Regions from separate parts of the Mus musculus genome. Here regions 1 and 3 are each linked to region 2. A link is a contact called in public HiChIP or PLAC-seq data. All regions are on one chromosome and are shown on one strand. The core of a region is the stretch at or near the end of the contact, and the rest is flanking DNA. Distances in the headings are between cores, read along the strand shown.

The links. HiChIP or PLAC-seq counts read pairs in DNA pulled down with a chosen protein or histone mark.
Region 1: a contact with region 2 is called in an HNF4G HiChIP or PLAC-seq map of pancreatic cancer cells. The contact joins the promoter of Nedd1 here to the promoter of 4933408J17Rik in region 2. A contact is called at or near these places in 3 of 39 promoter capture datasets (the C10 cell line, HPC-7-derived erythroid cells and pre-B cells), 3 of 484 Hi-C or Micro-C datasets (B cells, CD4 T cells and regulatory T cells) and 1 of 115 datasets of contacts at active chromatin or transcription factors (pancreatic cancer cells).
Region 3: a contact with region 2 is called in a FOXA1 HiChIP or PLAC-seq map of pancreatic cancer cells. The contact joins the promoter of Tmcc3 here to the promoter of 4933408J17Rik in region 2. A contact is called at or near these places in 1 of 39 promoter capture datasets (liver) and 1 of 115 datasets of contacts at active chromatin or transcription factors (pancreatic cancer cells).

Annotation. Positions count from the first base shown.
Region 1 is chr10:92,720,421-92,724,653 of GRCm38.p6, reverse strand. Nedd1 (neural precursor cell expressed, developmentally down-regulated gene 1) reads left to right here and starts at 2,236. Exons shown (of 15, transcript NM_008682.2): 1 at 2,236-2,331.
Region 2 is chr10:93,587,042-93,591,294 of GRCm38.p6, reverse strand. It overlaps 4933408J17Rik (RIKEN cDNA 4933408J17 gene), which reads right to left and starts at 1,882. Exons shown (of 4, transcript NR_045810.1): 1 at 1,525-1,882. It overlaps Snrpf (small nuclear ribonucleoprotein polypeptide F), which reads left to right and starts at 1,637. Exons shown (of 4, transcript NM_027246.1): 1 at 1,637-1,756; 2 at 3,172-3,297. The coding sequence starts at 1,754.
Region 3 is chr10:94,512,235-94,516,808 of GRCm38.p6, reverse strand. It overlaps Tmcc3 (transmembrane and coiled coil domains 3), which reads right to left and starts at 1,952. Exons shown (of 4, transcript NM_172051.3): 1 at 1,705-1,952. The coding sequence starts at 1,782. It overlaps Gm40743 (a long non-coding RNA gene), which reads left to right and starts at 1,930. Exons shown (of 3, transcript XR_871960.2): 1 at 1,930-2,121; 2 at 2,221-2,477; 3 at 3,919-4,532.

The DNA of each region.
Region 1 (4,233 bases), core at 987-3,486, 870 kb after region 2:
GACTATGGCCTGTGTCTTAGTCAGGGTTTCTATTCCTGCATAAACATCATGACCAAGAAGCAAGTTGGGGAGGAAAGGGTTTATTCGGCTTACACTTCCATACTGCTAATTCATCACCAAGGAAGTCAGGACTGGAACTCAAGCAGGTTAGGAAGCTGGAGCTGATGCAGAGGCCATGGAGGGATGTTCCTTACTGGCTTGCTTCCCCTGGCTTGCTCAACCTGCTCTCTTATAGAACCAAAACTACCAGCTCAGAGATGGTCTCACCCAAAAGGGGCCTTTCCCCCTTGATCACTAATTGAGAAAATGCCTTACAGCTGGATCTCGTGGAGGCACTTCCCCAACTGAAGCTCCTTTCTCTGTGATAACTCCAGCCTGTGTCAAGTTGACACAAAACTAGCCAGTGCAGCCTATAAGCCACTCAAATAAGATTTTCTATAAATATCGTCAGTTCTGTTCCTGTAAGAGCCCTTGCTAAAAACAAAACAAAACAAAACAAAAAACAAAACAAAACAAAACAAAACAAAACAACTTTTGTTTTCAGTTAATGTCTTGCATTAAACTCATACCAATACTTCTGCCCCAGTTTCCTGGGTGTTGGGATTACTAGAGTGAGCTATTGTGCCCAGTTTATTTACTTTTATTGTTATGAAACATCTCACTTTTAATGCAGGAATAGTCTTAGTGTCTACCTTTTCCCCCCACCACATAATCCAGTCTTAAGCTTTCTTGCTGGTTTCAGTGTTAGAGAGTTGTGTTTTCTGCTTCAAGCATTCTTTTCTTCATGTGTTCCAGTTCTCCCTACTTAGATCTCAGCATTTTAGGCCAAATTCCAGGAAAAAAAATCAGCTAATAACACCAAAAGCAGCTGCAGATTACACAAGGCATATACTGCTTGCTCCCCGTCTTCATTTTATGGTTGTTCCTCACCAGCTTCCAGAAGCTGGAGAGACTTCTTTTTCTCCTAGGGGAGGTGGGGATTGGCACTTCTTAGGTTTCCAGTTGTTTTTGATATGGGTTCAGATAACTGGGACATTATGTATCCAGTTGAGAAACACATCCGGTGTGCACCTGGGACAAAGGAGCAACACTTTCCATAGGAACATGCTATCAGTGATGGAAGTAAGAACTCTCAACAGAGCAATCTTTTAGCAGGAATGTTGGGAAAACTCAGTTCATTGGCCCCTTTCTACCATGAAATACATTTCCTTCAAAAACAAAAAAACCAAAAAACCACTGAGTTGGTGTTCATGTACCTGAACAGCAGCATGTGAAGCTGCGGATGTGAAGATGGCTAGCTCAGAGGCTGAAGTCACTACTGGGTTTGTTCTCAGGGTTAGGGTTCGTTTTGGGTTAGATGTTCCTCTCCTCTGCTTTCCTCCTTTTCCCTCCCACCCCTTCCTTTCTCTTCCCCTCCTTTCCTTCTCCCACTCCTGCCACAATTTCCTCTCCATTCCCTCCCCTCTTTGAAACTGAGTTTCTTTGTATAACCGTCCTGGAACTCGTTCAGTAGACCAGGATGGATTTGAACTCACAGAGATCCCATTGCCTTTGCCTCCTGAGTGCTAGGATTAAAGGCTTGTACCACCACACCCCTTTGAAGTTAGATGTTTAACCTGCAGCTTTTCTTGGCTTCCTCTCAAGTAATCCTCTCCTAAACCAACCATGTTAATTGCCTTTATTATGAGCGTTCTTCTTTGTGATAACTGTGACACCTTTTTTTGTGGGAACTGAGAGTTGCCCGTGAATTCCCCATCTTTTATTCTTCTGTTTTGTTTTGTTCAAGACAGAGGTTCTCTGTGTAGTCCCTGGCTGTCCCGGAACTCACTCTGTAGACCAGGCTGGCTTAGAACTCAGCAGTCTGCCTGCTTCTGCCTCCCTAGTGCTGGGATTAAAGGTGTGCACCGCCACTGCCTGGCATTTTATTCTTGCCTTCCCTTTCCCTACAGAAGTGTTAATATTAACTTCCTAACTAGACTGTAATCTCCAGCAGGCTAGGGAACCTGCGTGTTGACTGACCTCTTGTCCCTTCAAGCTAAACACAGTAAGTGCACACCCACAGCCTAACTCAGCGCCTGGCACACAGTAGCCAGCAAACAAATGAGTGATAAAGGAGCAGTAGCTACAGGCTAGGATATCTTCCTCTGCACCGCCCCAGGGTGGGAGGCCACCCAGCACCCCCGCGGGCTGAGCGCTCGGGGCACCGCCTTTCCCGTGACGTCATGCGAGGCGGGACTTCCGGCCGCCCAAGTTTAACAGTCCAGGCGGGAGCCGGAAGCGCAGCGAGGAACGGGTGGAGCTGGGCCTCCCCTGTGGCCCCACGCTTGAGAGGTGAGGTTCCGCCTGACAGGGAGGCTCTGTGAGCGCGGTGGCCTTGGGCCGGGGACCCCCGAGGTCAGCCTCTTCGGTCCTGCGTTGGGCGGCAGCGGGCGCGCGCGCGCGCTGGAAAGTGGCCGGGGACCGGGCAGGACAGGACAGGACAGGACCGGGTCGCGGGCCCCGGATTTAAGGGCCAAGCTGCCCCGAGCGGCTCGTCCACCCCGACTCCCGGGTCTGGCTCGCCCGTAGCTGCTGAGCGCAGGCGCCCTGGGCTAGGGGTGCAACTCCCGAGAACTCTTCTTGAGCAGAGAGTGCAGTTGGTCGCTGTCGCTCTTCTTTCCCGGGATCCTCTCCCGGGGACTGATGTCAGAGCCCAGAAGCCAAGCGAAGGGACTGTGAGAGGTCTCCGTGAAGTCAGCCTCACTGAAGCTGTGTGGGTCGCTTAACTCTTCTGAAGAGCCTTGATCCACTCATTGCACCACACTGCACAGTAGGCTCCTTGTGTGGGGTTAGGGTAGCAGCAGCTTGCAGCTGTTTACTGTTCTTCAGAGTTCAACTTTTCTACCCTGTGTTTTTCCATGGGCCGGGGAACAAGGGGCATTGAGTAAGTGTTTTAGTCACCAAATAGAAACATTGTCTACAATTCAACAGGTGACTCTGCAAGTTTTTAGCCTCACCTACTAGGGGTCCCTTCTAACTCAGAACCACCCCACACACTACTGTATCCAAAAATATGCACAACAAATAACTGTTTTAATCCTTTCCATAAACTTTATTTATTTATTTATTTTTCCTCTTGAGACTCAATGATTTCTGCCTTATGCTTTTTAGTTTGTCCTCTGGAACCCAGATATGTATGATGCTTTTGTTGATGATGTGGGGGCGTGTCTTTGACCACTGTTGGCCTTTAACCTTGGTTAAATTCAGCCCCCTATGTCACCAGATGGAATCAATTCAGTGTGTTGTAGCTGCCGTAGCATCCCTTAAAAAAAAAAAAAAAAAAAAAAAGTAGGGCGTGGTGGCGCACACCTTTAATCCCAGCACTCGGGAGGCAGAGGCAGGCGGATTTCTGAGTTCAAGGCCAGCCTGGTCTACAGAGTGAGTTCCAGGACAGGCAGGACTATACAGAGAAATCCTGTCTCAAAAAACCAAAAAAAAAAAAAAAAAAGTAACCACTTTTTATTAGACTTCAAGTATCAATGAAACTGTGTTGACCTATAAAAAGAAACATATTTTGTGTGGCTACCATGGATTAAACACACACACACACACACACACACACACAGGAACACTATGGATTAAACACACACACACACACACACACACACACACACACACACACACACACAGGAATTAAAAACTAGCATCTGCTTGTGCCTTAGTTTTCTCCATTGATTTTATTTCTATCTAAACAAATATCGGTTGCAACCCACTTCATTCAAACTCATTGTTAATATATCTAATGTCTTCAGACAGGCAATAGGATAAATTGAATTACCAAGTTTGTTAATTGGATAGTAGTATAGTACTCTTTTTTGTTGCTGTTTTTGTTTGTTTGTTTTGTTTCTGAGATAGGGGTTTTCTGTGTAGCCCTGGCTGTCTGGAACTAGCTCCACAGACTAGGCTGGCCTCAAACTCACAGATCCACCTGCCTCTGCCTGGGATTAAAGGCGTGCACCACCACCACTGCCGGCCCTGTAATAATAGTACCATGGTACCACCCATACTGAGTGTGAGAGCATATTTCTCTGCCTTTTCTCTCCTCTGTATGTTTAAATACACCGTCTTTCACAGTACTGCTGCCCTTCAGAGTGCTTGGAGCAGCCTCTCTGCTTTCTGTCTAGACTGCCTTGGCTTGTGGCATCATTCTGTCAGATTTATGTGCTGGGAACATCACACTGAATAAAAAGTCAG
Region 2 (4,253 bases), core at 633-3,132:
ACCTACAGGTTGAGATCTGTGCTTTAGAGTCTGTTTTCTAAAGATGATGGGGCTTAGAAGTTGAGGAACTACAGGTCAGAGGACCTGAAACACTGCTTCTTCTGGGTGCTTGGACTTGTAGAAATATTGTAGAAAATTTGAAACTTGTAACTGGTACATCCCCCAGTCTTGTAACTTTGGTTTCTCCCATAACCTGGGAGACAAATATTCTGTCTGTCTTGGTTTTATTACGTATCTCTCCTTGTGCATTTTACTCTTGGTCCTTTGCAGAATACGGAAGACAGCTCAATACAAGGAGAAAAATACTAACATGAATCTGTCTGAGTCTAATTCCCAGTATTTCATCACCTACAGTATTAAATTAGAAGTTGGACTAGGTATCCCCAGGATTGTGAGTTTAAGATTTATAAATTTGTCAATGCTGACTGAATAAGTAGAGCATATTTGAGTGTCAGGAACAGTAATTATTCTTCCATTACCATGGGAAAAAAATCCGAGCTAAGATTTCGGTCTGATCAAAATGTATCTGAGATTAGCAGCATCATTTTTAAAATTTTCTTTATCATGTTTTGTCTGCATGTGCGCATGTGCACCGCGGGAGGGCCTGGCACCCACAGAAGTCAAAAGAGAGAGATGGGTCCCCGGCACATGAAACTTTGGATGGTTGTGAGTCACCACCATGTGGGGATGGGATTCGAACCCAGGTCTTTTCACGTGCGAAAAGCGCTCTTCTCCATTGAGCCAACACCCCCAGAATGTGTTGGCATACTTTAATAATATAAACGACAGTCTTTAGGCTTAGGCCTGGGCCAATCTCGAATCTCGAGTTATTTGGGGAATCCATGCCAAAAAAACAAAACAAACAAACAAACAAAAAACCGTTCAGGTTCATATAGGGTTAGATCTCCCGAAAAAGAAAAAAGTACTCTTTTTACACGGGTTTCATATCACAGGTGAAGCGATACTGAAATGTTGAGATTATGGGGAAATTAAACGGGGTTCTGATCGATAACTTTCCATCAGAGCGATTAACCTGTGGTAGCGTCAATAATTCCCCACATCCTATTCACAAACACACGTAAACGGACCTCCTTTGGCCTCTGGTTCTGGGAATGCTTAGACATCAGAACGACAAGAGGCCACCACATTATCCGAGACTTAACTTGACCTGGTTTCAACTGTTGTAAAGCCCCACTTGAGTGCTTTTCACTAGCACTCACGTAGTCTTGCTACCCCAGCTTCCTTTAAAAACCCGCAAGTGGACGGACATTCTGTAATAAAGAACAGTCCCATAAAAGGGGGGCCGTGCCAGAGGTGTTCCCCAAGTGCTGGATCTATGGGAGGATGACCTCCAGAACCCGATCTCGTTCTTTCAGCTGAAGGACAGACTAAACCTTCTTTAGCTAAAGAAACCAAGTCCGTTCGCCAGGGCACTTAGCTTCCCCTTGTCCCGAAGCAAAGACATTGGGGTCGCTCAATCGTTCCCACTTCGAACTTGAGCAGTGGACACAAACACACGCTTACCTGGTTGCTAGGAAACAGTACCGCCATCCCCTCCAATCAGTAAACACGTCTTTGGTGGCCAATCACAGAAGCCGAGACAACGCGGCGTGAGGTGAAAGGTCAGGCCGCTTTTGTCGGCCATTTCTCTTAGCGCGGGTCGCTTGGTTGTAGCGGCAGCCGCTCCGGTCACGAGGGGCGGGCAGCGGCGGAGTCGGCGGCTAGCGGGGTGCAGCGCTCGCCGGTGGTCGCGATGGTAAGGACGATGAGCGCCGCGGGGGCTGGAGGACGGGCGGCCTCGCGGGGCCCGCCGCCCCCTGCGCCTCCCATTCATCCCCACGAGGCGCCGCGCGGCTGGCCGCTCGCTCCTGCTCCCGACGTCGGAGGCCTTGGCGGCGCGCGCGCGGAAGCCCTTCCCCTCCCCGAGATCCCCAGCCACCTTTCCGCGTGTTGTTTGTCCCGGAGCCTGAGGTGTAGCCTAGTTTGGGCTCACAGGGTAGGGGTAAACCGAAGCGAGTTTTCCATTTCTACCTAGCACGCTCCGCAGTGCGCCATTTATTCCTTGCTGTTGACAATTTTAGCAGATTGTCCTCTGGCGCAGAAAACCCCGGCTACCCTTCCACTCATTTAATACTGATCTTAGGCGCCAGGAAGATGGGGTGGTAAGGTAGACTCTGCGTTTTCTTAGGAGTGGGAGGTAGGCAGCCGTCAAATAATAACAACAAAATAAGCAATTACAAGTAGCGGTGATTGTTAAGCAGGGAGCTGATAGGATGCTCTGAGAGGTGCACTGCCTAGTTATAACGCAGTGGAGGAGCGCTCTTCTCCAGAAGGTGTCAAATAACCAGACATCCAGGTCACAGAGCAGGTGGAAGAGTATTTCTTGCGCGAGTTCCAAGTAGAAAGTAGGTTTGACCAGTTGGAATTGACAAGAATTGACCGCTGCTTGCAAGAATGATGGTTTTAAAATACAGCCTGGGACCTTAACGCCTCCTAGGAAATATGAGGCTCTGTCAAGTGCAGTTAGAGACCATTGGAGCATTCTTTTAAGTCACAATAGTACATGACTTGATAAGTGGTTTGTGGATGATAAATTATAGGCAGCGTAAATTGGCTACTCATTTAGACCCTGTGCTCTCCAAGATTCTTTGGGATGGTGTGTGAGTGGAATGGAGTATGGGGGTGGTTATGAATTTAAAGGGAATAATACTTCTTGATTTAGCATTAAGAGGCCCTCTCACTGACGATATTGAGCTTTTTTTTTTTTTTTAATGTCTGCAGAGACCACCCTGTACCTTTATTTTGATTCCTTTAGAGCTTGGATAATGTAGGTATTTGGGGCTTTTGTCCATTCGGCAGTGCTCAAAATGGAACTAGTGACCTAAGTATCCTAGGGCAGTGCCCTGTCATTGTGTTACACACTTGCCCCACTCCCATCTGTCATTCGACATTTAATTGCATAATTCATATTTTCGTTTCTGTCAGTGGACTATGAAGTTGGCTAAATGGGTACTTAAATTTCTCTCAGACACCCTCCAGCAAATTATAAAGTGATGGTGGATCGGAGTTTACCCTGTGTCATAAAGTCTTGACTGGTGTCTCAGTAGAGAGTGGGTGGTGGAAGCTGAGGTAAGCAAAAATTATTGAGTGCTGCCTTTGGTTTTTATACAGAGTCTACCCCTCAACCCCAAGCCCTTTCTCAATGGGCTGACAGGGAAGCCAGTGATGGTGAAACTTAAGTGGGGCATGGAGTACAAGGGCTACCTGGTCTCCGTGGATGGCTACATGAACATGCAGGTATGCTGAGGAGGAGGAGCATGGGTGAGGAGCAGGAAACCAGGTTTCTACTGTGTCACCTTACTCCTCAAAGGTTTACTGAGACTGGTGGGAATGCGCACAGATTGACAATAGAAAGTGGAGTCGAGATTAAAGTATGAACCAGGGAGGAGGTTGAACCATGATGTTCTTAGGAGTACTTACACCAGAACACAGAGCTTTGACATTTGGTCTCTAAAGCAGAAGGGAAAACTAGTTTATTACAGAAAACAATGATTCAGCCTGTCTTTTTCTAAGACGTGTCTGTATAGGCGATTAGCACTATGATGCAGTGGCATTAGTACTCAAATGGAACTCTGTACCCATTAAATAGTTCTGTTACCACCTGTAATCCACCTGTAATCCAGCCCTATGATTAAGAGTGGGACTGTCTCTCATGTAAGTGGAATGTATTATAAATTCAGCTAACTTCAGATCAAAAATTCTTAAGAGAAATTATATCTTATGTTCGAGGTACACAGTCCTTTTGCTTTCTCCACTGTACTAGGCTATGATCAGTCTAGAAATTAGAAGGACATTAGGTTCTATGCAGATGCTCAGCTATTTGAAACAAGGAGCTCCAACACCCTTGGTCCTAGAGGCCCTGGAACAAAGCCCCATAAATGCCCTGGGGTAGGCTTTTTGTCCTTTTGTCTGGTTTGATTATAGCTTCAGGATTCATTGATAGAAGTTACTGCTTTTCAGGACTGAATAATATCCCGTTATATAGCTATAACGCATTTTTACAGTCTATTATGTTTGTTTGGTTTTTTTAAAACATTATTTTATGTGAGTACACTGTCACTTTCTTAAGACACACCAGAAGAGGGAATTGGATTCCATTACAAATAGTTGTGAGCTACCGTGTGGTTGCTGGGAATTGAACACAGGGTCTCTGGAAGAACAGTCACTCTTAACTGCTGAGCCATCTCTCCAGC
Region 3 (4,574 bases), core at 703-3,202, 930 kb before region 2:
CCCCCCCATGTCTTCTGCCTTCACTAGGTTTCATCTGCCCAGTGGACTAATTACAGAGACTAGTCAGTCCATCCAGCACCTAACTCAGTTGTACTGCACAGTTTACTTGCAAATCCAGTATCTCCCTACTGATAATGTAACAAGTAAAACGTGATAAGCAGGATTTTTAAGGAAAAAAAAAATCCCCTTGACATGATGTCTTGGTCACTTTAAGGAGAGACAGGTGTGGGGAAGACGCTGCAGTTCAGCTAGTCCTTCCATTCCCCAACTGAGTGTGTGAGCACCAGTTCCCACCTCTACCTGACCCGCAACAACTCATTCAAGCTCATTCCAAGTTTGTCAACAAGCTCACCAGCCCCCAGGAGTTACCAACCCTGCTTGCTTACAGAGACCATTAAGTTATGACAACCCAGGCTCTCAAATTATCTTAGCATTACCGTCTCACCTGTGACTGCTCTATTACGTTTGTCCCCCACCCCCACCGGGTTACAAATGTTTTATGAAAAAAGACCTTTCCTTCAGTCAGCTGGGTTCGCGAGTAGTTGCCCTCCCAAGCAAACTTCTGACTGCAGGTAACCAAAACTCTAAATGTTTTTCTTAGGGAGTTTGGGAATACTTTCCTGGTGCACTGTTATGAAACTTCTAATGAAACCGAGAAAGAGTCGGTCGATGCAGGAGCGATTCCACCAAACTCATTAAATTTGTGGGTTTTTTTTTTTTAATCATTTTTCCTAAATTGATTAAGAGGCGCTAAAGTGAAAAGAGAAATGAGGTAAACATGCCACTTCTGGGAGAATCGACTACTGTTTCAAATTGTGACTGCATACCCACATTATATATAAGGGACCCCTGCATATGCCTATCACTTATGGCCGCAACTTGATCTTAGAGGTGGAAGGGTAGAAACTCTGCCCGGTCTATCTCTACGAACTTTATACAAGAAAGCCGACATCGAATCCCCAGTTCCTCGGACAAGCCAGAAGTTGGGAGGCTCAGAGAACAACTCCAGGTGCCGCCTGCCAGAGTGGAGGAGGTGCTGTTTCAAATGGCACTTTAGTCCGTCAAAAGAAGGGATGGGGGGGGGGGTGTCACATCCTTGCTGGACACTTGAGCTTCCCAAAAGGGAAAGTGTTCCTCAGGAGGGGCCCAGAGCTGGGGCTGTGGCCTCCGTCTTTATAGTGAAGCCCTCCATGGCCGGTCTCCACAGCTTGCTCAGAAGAGCTATTTTCGCTCACAGCCAAAATCAGCAACAGCAAATTAGGCTGCAAACCGTGGCGAAGGCACCCGCTCTGCACGGCTCCCAACTCCGGAGCGTCCATGCCGAGATCGACTTTTGACCTGGGCAGCGCGTCCCGGGCGTACAGTGCAGGGGACTCAGCTGCCAGGCAGGGGACGCAGCAGCAATGCAGAGCCCTGCAGGTGGCTGTGCCGGGAGGGAGCCAGACCCTGGGAGTCCCGGGGACCCGGCAGGCAGCGTGCGCTCTCTGGCGGGGAGGAGAGCCCGGCGACACCGTCGTGGAATAGGACTGGCTAGCCTCCGATTCCAGCGGTGGCCCAGCGTCCCCGGGCCGCAGGTTTTCCCCGGACCTTCCCGGCCGGGAGAGGCCGGCGTTGGGTTCTACGGTGCTGAGCCTCCGAGCCGACCCGGCCCGCGCCCTCCCCACGCAGACTCGCACCCCCGCGCCGCCCTGCGCGCGCCCTCACCCGGCTCTTGCAGCGGTGGTGCCGGCCGGGGTCTGAGTAGGTCCGGTCCACGGTGAGCGCCGTGTCGCTGCCCGGCATGTCTGCGCTTAGACTGACAACTTTGCGTCCTCCGGGGCTGCCGCTCCACTCGGCGCCGGGTGGCAGCTGCTCGCCGTGCTCCGCTCACCCTCGCCCCGGAGCCGCGGCCGAGGGGGTGGCGCGGGCCGCTGCAGCTGCTGCCGACACCCCGCGGCCCTGCGCCGCCGCCCGGGTGGGGAGGCGGGCGACAGTCTCCGCCCCTTTCCCCGCTCCCCGCCCCTGCGCCCGCGCGGCGCCTAGACCCGCTCCAGGTGCCGGGCTCAGCTGCCCTCCCTGCCTGCGAACGGGGCCCACGCGCTCCCACGCCTCTCCCGGCTCAGATGAGCGACGCTGGCACAGGTTATGGACCCACTTGAGTGTGATAAAAAAGACGGGTTTGAGCACACAGGAGGTTGCCGGATGCCTTAATGAAATATATATACATATTTCACTCAACAGGCACACTTACTTGCTGGACAGCTTTCCTGGACCTGGACAGTGGGCTAAGGATTCCAGGACGGAGGGGCATTTTCCCATCTAGTATTCCACGGAGCGGCACTCCCACTGTGTTGTGTATCTTAATTGTGCTTGTGTGACTCACTGTGTTGTAAGCTACTTTGAAACCGGGACATCTTTCCACTTGAGCGTTCTCTAGTCCCAGCGAGTGCTCCCTGCCCACAAGGAATTTGGAATCTGAAGAGAAAAAGTACTGATTGGTAATCAATGCGGTATCGGTTGCCTAACCCCCAAATTAACTACACAAGGTCCAGTGGTTTCGTGAGACGTGCCCCTGAGACCGGATTGGCAGGTTTTAAATCACTGATCCTAACAGGCTCAGAGTGCAGTGTGATCTGCCTACAGGGAGGGGAGGAGGTGTTTATCCCCCTAGCTGGCTGAGAGAAAACAGGTCTGTGCGTTGGGTGGGGGTGGGGGAGGGGACCCTCAAGGTGTCGGTTTAGTGGGTGTCTTCAGGCAAAAAGGGATCAGGTAGAAGAACGGAGAGTCGGGGGTAGGGGGTGGGGGGAATGTACTTTCAACATTAAGTTCAGCTTTGTTCTGTGGGTGTTTGGCAAGCTGCTGGGCTCCCTGAACCAGAAGTTGACAAGATCAGGATGGAAGTCTAAGACATCTATCTGATAGTCCTGTGAGAGGCATTGATGAAAGATAAAGAACTCTCGATAGGAGGCCTTTTCAAAGACTGAGGACAACCTGACCTATGTGTCATTCACTCACAAGGAGACCAGGGAACCAAGCATGTCGACTTAGTGGAGTATTAGACAAGTGTAGCAGTTGCGATGGCCCTCTGTGGAGTCATTTCTAGCATGTATAGTTAAGTGAAGAAAAGCAAGGTGCTGGAGAATATAGTGTTCTACCATTTATTGAAAGTGCAATGTGTATCATATCTATATAGAGAAATATAGATACATATACATACATACATATACATAAATATAGATATATGCCTGTGCTTATATATACACAGGGCACATTTCTGACAAGATAAAAAAAAAGCTACAGGAATAAGTGAACAAGCAGCTTAAGTTGGGAAAGGAGAACTGAGCAGCTACAGGGCAGATGGGAGGATTGTTTGTTTATTGATCGTTTTTTCACTGAGTATACATCTTAAATGTGGCCACAAAAGTAGAGTAAATTATTAAAACTTAAAAAGAATCAGAAACCTAATTTAAAGCCACTTAAAGGGGAAAAGAACCTTTAAAATAAAACACAAACAAACACACACACACACACAAAACGCATGCATACACACACACACCAGGCTCAGAGAGATTTTCAGGTAAATTCTTCCACGCAAAAAGCATAGATTGTGATGTGTGTGTGTGTGTGTGTGTGTGTGTGTGTGATTTCAGTTATGATGTCCAGAGAAGCTTTTGTGATAGGCCAATATTTGAGCAGAGCCTTAGGGAATGACTATGTTTGTATGAGGAATGCAGACTTAGGAAGTGAGAGAGACTGTAATGTATGTGATGGTTTGAATGAGAATGCCCCATAGGCTCATTCATCTATTTGAAGGCTTGGTCACCAGGGAGTGACACTATTTGAAAGGTTTTGGAATGTGTCTTCCTTGGAAGTGAGTCACTGGGAGTGGGATTTGAGGTTTCAAAAGCCTATTCCACATCTAGTGTCTCTCTCTTCCAGATGTAGAACCCTCAGCTCCTTCTTCAGCACCACATCTACCTGCATGCTGCCATGCTTCCCACCATGACGACAATGGACTAAACCTCTGAACCTGTAAACCAGCACCAATTAAATACTTCCTTATTGAGGTTTGGTCTGTTGCTATGTATTGTAATGCTAAATTCTGTACCTGAAGTTTTTGTTGTGCAAACCTTGTTCCTTAATATAAAACTATTGGTTAAATAAAAATGGCTACAACCAATTACTTGAAGGATTAGAGATAGGTGGGTTTTGAGTTACCTGGTTGGAGATTGTAGAGAGGGAGAGAAGGACAGGAGGAGGAGGAAGAAGAGGAGGAGGAGGAAGAGGAGGAGGAAGGGGAAGAGGAGGAGGAAGGGGAAGAGGAGGAGGAAGGGGAGGAAGGGGAGGAGGAAGGGGAGGAAGGGGAGGAGGAGGAGGAGGAGGAAGAAGAAGAAGCTGCCCCAAGAGGAGATGGACCATGAGCACATGGCCAGGAGATCCAGCCAGTACTTGGGGTACACTGCTGGGGTAGTAGCCAGGCCAGAAGTTAAAAAAGTAAATTAGGTGTTACCCCCTAGTAATTGTCAAAGCCAAATAAAATGATCATAGTCTGAGTCTCTTCATTCATAAGCCAGACGGGGTTAAATGTAAATTGG